Linked DNA regions of Gossypium hirsutum: region 2 is linked to region 1. A link is a contact called in public Hi-C data. All regions are on one chromosome and are shown on one strand. Each heading gives the region's core, a stretch centred on a gene start, on an enhancer-like site or on the middle of the called end of the contact. The rest is flanking DNA. Distances are from core to core; before and after follow the strand shown.

Region 1 (4,086 bases), core at 976-3,475:
AAGACTTATTAAACAATGGAAAAACAAACAACAAAACATATAAAACTTAAGACAACATGAGTCTAAATAGACACGTGAATTCATTTATTATTTTAAAATACTCTCAAAACAGAAACAAATTAAGAAATTGACGAAGAGCCACCCACTTTCCAAGAAAAATTACTGGTGGCCGGTGGAGTTATAGCGAACGATATGCACCGCCACCTGTTTATCACAACTTGTAAAAGCAACAAAGATACCCACAAAATAGATCTGCAAACTGAAAAGAGAAAATACATGTGTAGTGAATGAGAAAAAAAAGAAAGAAAGAAAGAAAAGAAGGTAATACCGCCGCTGAGCAAAACAAAAGATAAAAAACTATAGATTTAGAGAAAGAAGAGAAAAGTTTTAACTACATTTTTAATTTTAAAATGTCAATTTGAAGAGAATACTAAAAGGAAATAATTTTCATAATTTAATTAAATATAGAATTATATTATATTATAAGTGTGACACCTGTCACAAATTTAACTAACCTAAATGTGATTTTTACCTTATTTGTATGAAGATTATACTAGCTTGTTAGTTGTTACCTATGCGATGCAGTAACTAGTTTTATTTATTTTTAAATAAAAGAAATATTATCTTATAATTTAATATTTTTTGATACATATAATTTAATATTATTAATAAATTTTATGGATAAATCTCAAAATTATATATGAATTATGGTTTAATGTGCAATCATATACATAAATTTTTACTTTATGCAATTTTATACATGAAACTTTAATTTGATCTAATTTTTGTAAACCATTAACACAATTATTGATACAACATCATTGTATGTTTATATATTGCATATATAAATAATTATATTTATCCAATATAATAATAAATTGATGTATTTATTTCTCTAAATGCATATAATTAAATTAAAATTAAAGTGTCAAGCATATATTTGAACCATAATTAGAATTTTACGTGTATAATTGCACCAAATTAAAGTTTATTTATAAAATTATAGATTAAATCAAAGTTCATATATAATTTTGAGATTTATCTCTAAATTTTAATATAACAAAAAAGAAATTATGAATATTATCAAATTGTAATATAAGTATAGCAAAACATTTAAAATAAAACTTAATAAAAAAAAGAAAATAAAATAGAAATAAAATTATTATTTAATCATAATATAAGAAATAGGTATGATTTGAAAACAAATTAAAATTAATTTATTTTAATGATCAAAATAAATTTAAATTTTAAATGATCAAAAATATTTAATATTTATTTATTTAAATTTTCAAATTTATATTAATTTATTTAATTCATATTATCTTAAAATATATATATACTTTAAAGTTAAAAAATAAATTCAAATACTAAAATTATATGCCATAGAATAGTTTTTTTTTTTCTACATGTGTTGTAAAAATATACAAAGTGTAAGAAAGTAAATTATTAACAAATTTTCATTAAATATATATTTATATTAATAAAAATTATATATTATAAAATTATTTTCATTTTTGTAAAGCTAAACTCTAATTCTAGATTTATAATTTTAAAACTTTACACTATTTAATGGTAATTAAAATTATATAAATGAGTTTTTTATAAAATGTATAAACAGTTAAAATTTAAAATAAATAAATTAAAATCAATATCTTTTTTAAAAATTTGAAGTTATAAAATTATAAAAATAAAACATATATTTCATTTAAATTTATTAATAAACAGAAGTTGAGAAAATAAATTAAGATATATTATCCTAAAAACTATCTTAATAAAATTTTAAATTATTAATTAACTTAATTAAAATATTTAATAAAATGAAAATTGACAACAACAAAAAAAAAAAAACTTTATTGAGCAATCATAAGATGTTTTAAATACTTTATGTGCATGAAAATAATTATGAATTAAAATTTTAATAGGAACATATATATAAAGATAAAGATATTTTGAAAGGATAATATGATTAGAAAGGTATAAAAATAAAATTTTAAAATTATAGAAATTAAATAGATAAAAAATAATTTAAAAACTATACACCACCTATTGGAAATTGGATAGTGTACATTATTCAAAATAAAATTTAGGTGTGAATTTGGATAACACAGTTAAAATCATATATTTATAATAAATGGTGTTTTCCACGTGATCAACGTGGGCAGAAGACAACAATTAAACCTAAGTAATGAATCACATGTTGACATCATCACTAAGTATTTTTAAAATTTACATATTAAATCAAAACCCAACCCAACCCATTCTTTTCATTTCAAATCAATTTGTTGGGCCCAACCCTAAGTTAGTGCTTCTTCCACACCTTTTATGGCAAGCCTTTATTATTGTTATAATTTTTAATTTAATCCATCCAACCATGAGTTCAATTATTATAAAATAAAAATTTAAGTTAATTGTATCAAATGTGAACTTGAATTTTAAAGTATTCTAATTAAATTCTTAAACTATCAATGATATATCAATTAGGTCCTTTCATAATTAAAATAGTTAACTTAACTATTTCATATTTTATTTACAATAAAAAATTAAGAGAAATAAAATGTTAAAATGAAATAATAAGAAATAAAAAAGTAAATAAAAGAAAATTAAAACTTTTACAAAAATTTCAAGGTTTTTCTAAATTTAATATTTACATATAAAAGTTATTCTTCATATTTATCTGATGTGTCATTTTATAATTTGAAATCCCAAAAATACGAGTAAGCAAGAGGTTGGCGAAACAGAAAACAAAACAGGATCACATCAAGCACACCCATACTTATCACATAAGCAAATAAACACAACATACTCAAGCAAATGACACCATCCCCAACCTAAACCCCATATCCAACCAAACCAATACAAAAAAAAAAGAAAAGAAACGCAGAAGGCTTAGCAGCACCCCAAAACAGTCTTGAAAAACACCTCAGCAACCCCAAAAACTCAATTAAAATCAATAATAAAATCACAACCCAAGACTAAGAAAAATAATAAAACATTCTTTGGTCACCAAGAAACCTTTGTTACCATGTGAATTGTCATAAGAAAACAAAAATCCAAATCAAATTTGTTACAAGCTCAATTTGCCCGGCCCAAATAAATTAAATCCACCCCAAACTAAACTAAAAAAACCAAACCCAACTAAGCCCAATTTCAAACCCTAGCCCAATATCTAAAACAAAAAAACAAAAAAGAAAAGAAACCCTAGCCTAGCTGGCCGCCGCCCCTATGGTCTGTCACCACCACCTGCCACCACCCTTCTGACACCTCTAACGCTGTCTCAGCACCGCTCCAACTGTTCCTGCAAGAGGAACACGCAAACAACAGTGAAAATAATAGGAAATATATGTAAAATGGCTTTAAAAAGCCAGGAAAAAAATCAGTTTGGGGATTCAGCAATTTTGCACAAATACAAACATTCAATTTTAAAAGCAAAAACGAGAATAGCAATTCCATTGATAAAAAGCACGAGTATAACACCGAATCAGGGAACCAAAAATACCAAAATCAAAAGCAAATACCTAAGGTGATTTTTTTATCTTTATTTTTTTCGAATCTATTGATTTGCATGAATATATATTTTTATTATAAATACATATAAAAAATATAAGAAAAGATAAAAATAAAAATACCTTTTTTCGAATTTTCGGCCACCGTGTACGGTGGCCGGCGGCGACCTTCCTGGCCGGAGTTGGGCCTATCTCAGAGAGAATTCTCTCCTCTCTCTCCCCTTTTTTTTTCCTCAGGCTAATAAATGATTTTTTTCTCAAAAACATGACTTTTATAGCCCCCTAAAATGACATCGTTTTGGGGCTGGTCATTAGCACCCAAAACGACGTCGTTTTGAGCATACCCGATCCGTTCGATCCGAACCCGCCTCAGGATCCGCGTGTTTTTTACTTAATGGTCTATTTGCACATTAGGCCCTTCCGCTTTTTTATGTTCTGCAATCAAGTTTCTATTTATTTTAATTTGGCCCCGAAATTCATTATGCTCTGCAATTTGGTCTCCCGTGCTGCGCTGCGTTTTGAAGGGAAGGAATAATTTCTGTTTCAGTCCTTCCAGATTACGCGCGTGTTGCATTTTGATCCT
Region 2 (4,178 bases), core at 1,238-3,737, 80 kb after region 1:
TCATGTTCATTCACCTTATGAGGTTTATGCCCCTCTCTCTCTCTCACACACACACACATATATATCTAAAAGTTTCAACTCTTACGTAATGATTTCAGGCTGCAATACTTGCTAGTTACAAGCCTGTAATCAATGCCACAACGCTGATTCCAATCCTAAGGCAGGTCGAAGAGACAACTAAGAAAGGTTTGGAGTACTTCAAAAGCACACGGCACATCATTCTTTACTATGAGGATGTAGTAAAGAACCACACCGTAAGGAAAATGTTTCAAAAAGCTGATCTTTTACTCTGGTCATGAATCTTTTATCTAAGTGCGGGTTCTTAATAGACTCATTTCTGGTCATTGTGCAGAAGTTAGCCGAGGTCCAAGAATTCTTAAAGGTTCCAAAGAGGGAGTTGAAGAGTCGGCAAGTAAAGATACACAAGGGATCATTATCCAATCACATTCAGAATTGGGTTGATGTTGAAAAGGCACTCAATGGAACTAAGTATGAAAGTTATCTACATGGAGATTACAGGAAGTAAAGCAGTGGCATTGATGTACATTTCATTTTTGACCCATTGCCACTCATCCTTTGTTTCGGATCACCAAGTGACAGGCACCAACAGTGAACCTACCAAGCTGAACTCTGTTCGGATTTTGGGTACACGGCATGCATCATTTTGCTTTTAAATTTTAACCTTACACTCACACCTTCGTATTCTTTTCATTCTTTTGTTTTTCCCTTGATATAGCTTTGACAGAAAACTGCTGTATTTATGCCCAATCAAAGGAGAAACTTGCATTTTTGCGTTGTATATGTTAATATGAATACGTTCAAGCTTTTAAAAGTTGAAGCAGGGAGACCGCCCACATTCAAAGTTCCTATTTCGGGTATCATGAGTGCGGGCCAGGGGCTTGACCGGCAGAAACTTGGACCCTTTTTGTTTATGAACCCACTCATCCCTCCACTTTTGACCCTCCAACCAATTTCAAATATCTGAATTAAAACGTTTCTATTTCTTTTTTCTTACGACAGCAAGTGATTGTAGAATCTCAACCAATCCAGCAGGTTTAGGCATAACTTGTGGGGTTTTAAAGTTTCTTAAACTTTGAAGTCAAGTGGGGTTTAAAAAAAAATTGGGGTTAGTTGGTTTGAGAGTCAAAAGACTCGAATTTTTGAACATCCTTTCGGGAGTTCTTTGAATCGTTTTTATTTTTATTTTTATTTTTGCGCTTTAATCTTCTGTTTCAACGTCTAATCTCAAGTTATATAAATCTATTGCTGTACTCTGATGCATAGTCTATGGTGGGGGTTAATGCACTATTTATCCTTAAAGTTGCACTTAATTATCACTTTGGTACCTTAAGATTTTTTATATCAATTTCTAACCATGTATCAATATTTATACCTAGTTCTATTTTCATAATTCATACAATGCTAATAAGAAGATACCATTTACCTACTTATTTAAGTTAAGGTTCCATTATTGTGAGTGACGTCATGCCATGTGTAAGTCACGCATCTAACATACCAACTTTCGGCCTACTATCATGAGAGCACAAATTTTCAATATACCAAAATACACAAGTCATTTATGTTATAAGTGAATGAATCTATAAATATATTTAAGATAAATTCAATTTGAGTCCAATATAATGTATTATCAATTCAAACAATCACATTTATGTTTCTATTTTTTAGAGCAAATCTGTTACGATAAGCAAGACAAGTTAATACCCCAATTGGACTTATACACGGCATAATAGTCCCCTATTATTTTAATTATTTGCTTAATCTGATTTTACGGACTATGGGTAATTCAGACGACATATGAGTTGTCTTTTTACATTATAATCCATTCATATAATGCAACTTATTATTAATTAAACCTTAGGTGATCAAGGAGCTTATATTTACTTATATATTTTGCTGTTAATGCTAAAATCATTCAAGACAAACATATAACGATCAATTAAATGAGCATGTGGTAATTTTATTATTTTAATCAATTTAAAAATTACTACATTAAGGGTACTATTTCAAACAGTATTTCTTATTTCTTATGATCGTATACATATGATTATTTGAAATTATTTAAAACAAAAAAAAAATTGTAGGATATTATTGCAATGATGATGTGATATGTATGTAACTAACATATTATATGGAAAGAAGTATGTGCATTAAATCACATACAACACTTATAACTCACATTTGTAATTTAAATTAATTACTATAATAGAAATAAAATAATCTATTAATTCAATTATTTGATCAACGTATCGAATTAAAAAACCTTTTATAAATTGATGATGATGAACTTACCAAAGTTACACATAAAATAAATTCATCAAATAAAAGATGTTAAAAATAGAAATAAAAAACATTAAAAATGGGTTTGTCATATTGAAATTACAATGATTAAAAAAAAAAAAAAGGTTGGAAAGTTCCTAAATTCTAATTCTACAAGTTGCAACAAAGCAGCTAAATTAGTGATGCATTATCTGTAAATCTAAAACATGACCTACTAGGGGAATGGCGGTTGGAGGCCAGGTCAGCATGGTAAGATATCCCCACACGACCATCAGGTGGGTCCCTGTCTAAAACTCACGGGCCGGCAACAAACAAAACACGTAAACAACCACCATCGCTGTACCCGAGGCCGAGGCCCTTCCTTCTCGCTATTTACCCCTTCAACTCAGATCCACCGCCACCCTTTATAACCTTACATTCCCTTCTACAGCACCCCCCCTCTCTCTCTGCTTTTCTTTCTCTCGTTTGGCCATTAAGGGGAGAGAAAGAGAGAGAGGAAGGAAAGAAGAACACCCAGAGCCTCAGATCAGCTTGTTTATCTACATTATCAAAGATGCAGTCAAGTTCAACCAACGCTCCTGATCTCAACTCAAAACAACAACAACAACCGCCAGCGCAACAAACCAGACAACAACAACAACAACATCCACAATGGGTGCCTAACCAGTGGATGGGAGCCATGCAATACCCGGCGGCTGCTATGGTCATGATGCAGCAGCAGATGATGATGTACCCTCACCATCATTATATGGCTTACAATAATCATCATTACCATTATCAACAATACCAACAGCAGCAGCAGCATCAACAAAAACAGCAACAAGGGTGTAATTCGGATGAGGTTAAAACGATCTGGGTTGGTGACCTTGTTCATTGGATGGACGAAACTTATCTCCACGGTTGCTTCTCTCATACTGGCGAGGTAAAAGTAAATACAATAGTGTGGTTATAGCATGAAATTGATAGATGCATGTCTTGTCATGAATCTTATACTAGATTTTTTTTTGTTTTATGTTTTGAGGAATCTGTTGGTTTTAGTACTTTGCTGCCTTTTTTGGTTGTGGAGTTTAAGGAGAAGTTAAGGTTTGAGGTTTTTTGCTAATATAAGGAATGCTAAGTTTGTGGTTTCTGTTTTTAATGTAATTACAGTAATTTATTTAGAAAATAATCTGCGTTTATGGCTTAAAACTTTTTGCCCAGAACATTAAAGCTGATTAATTTAAAGACAGGGATTGTTTTTAATTGAAGCTGAACAGATGAATAGACTATATAGTTGATTGCCATTATAAAATAAAATGGATAATTGCCAAAAGACAATTTAAGCTGTGTTGTAGCTGCCTGGATGATTAGCTTTTGGTTAAAAGCAGTTTACATCTTGTTTCGTAAACATGGAAATTTAATTATAAGAAAAAAGTCCTCTTATTTCACATCCAAAGCTTTGCTGCTGATGCTTTCAAGAAAAAGAACAAGCTTTGCAGCAGTAGCAATCTTAGGTTGTTATAAAACTAGACATGTAATGACTTTTTATATTGGGTATTAATTAGGGGAGATAGGCTGGATTACGAAATCAATTATGCTTAAAATTCATTTTCCCCTGCTACATGGACTCCTCCAAGCTTCTGAACATTCAGAATTATTGTTTAATATAATCTTTTTAATGTAGATAACTTGTTGAACACATAAAATAGGATCCTCTTGGTTAGGATCCAAAAGTTACTGAGATGCTTATGTGGTAGTGTGAAGTCTTGGACACCATTTTGAAGAAAGTGCCTGGCTCATATTGGCATTTATTTCTGGGAAGGTTCTAATGTATCCATGATCTTTCCGAAAGCTTCCTTCTTTCTTTGCTTGTATTATTTGAAAAATGGGGGCCTAAAAGA

What was found. A called contact is a pair of places that touch in the nucleus more often than the background predicts.
Region 2: a contact with region 1 is called in a Hi-C map of leaf, with 3 times the contacts expected there. The contact joins the promoter of LOC107937897 here to the enhancer-like site in region 1. A contact is called at or near these places in 9 of 34 Hi-C or Micro-C datasets (anther, callus, leaf and 1 more).

Annotation. Positions count from the first base shown.
Region 1 is chrA12:3,363,411-3,367,496 of Gossypium_hirsutum_v2.1, forward strand. No RefSeq gene overlaps it. Among protein-coding and RNA genes, the nearest start is that of LOC107937944, 12 kb to the left of the region's middle. Within about 2 kb of position 2,226, at least 2 of the 9 cell types and tissues checked have an H3K27ac peak or open chromatin away from gene starts, as enhancers often do. A contact at or near this core is called in leaf, where this site is marked.
Region 2 is chrA12:3,443,485-3,447,662 of Gossypium_hirsutum_v2.1, forward strand. LOC107937897 (polyadenylate-binding protein RBP47B) reads left to right here and starts at 2,488. Exons shown (of 6, transcript XM_016870901.2): 1 at 2,488-3,220. The coding sequence starts at 2,852. LOC107937911 reads left to right here. Exons shown (of 6, transcript XM_016870913.2): 4 at 1-22; 5 at 99-254; 6 at 353-867. The coding sequence ends at 526.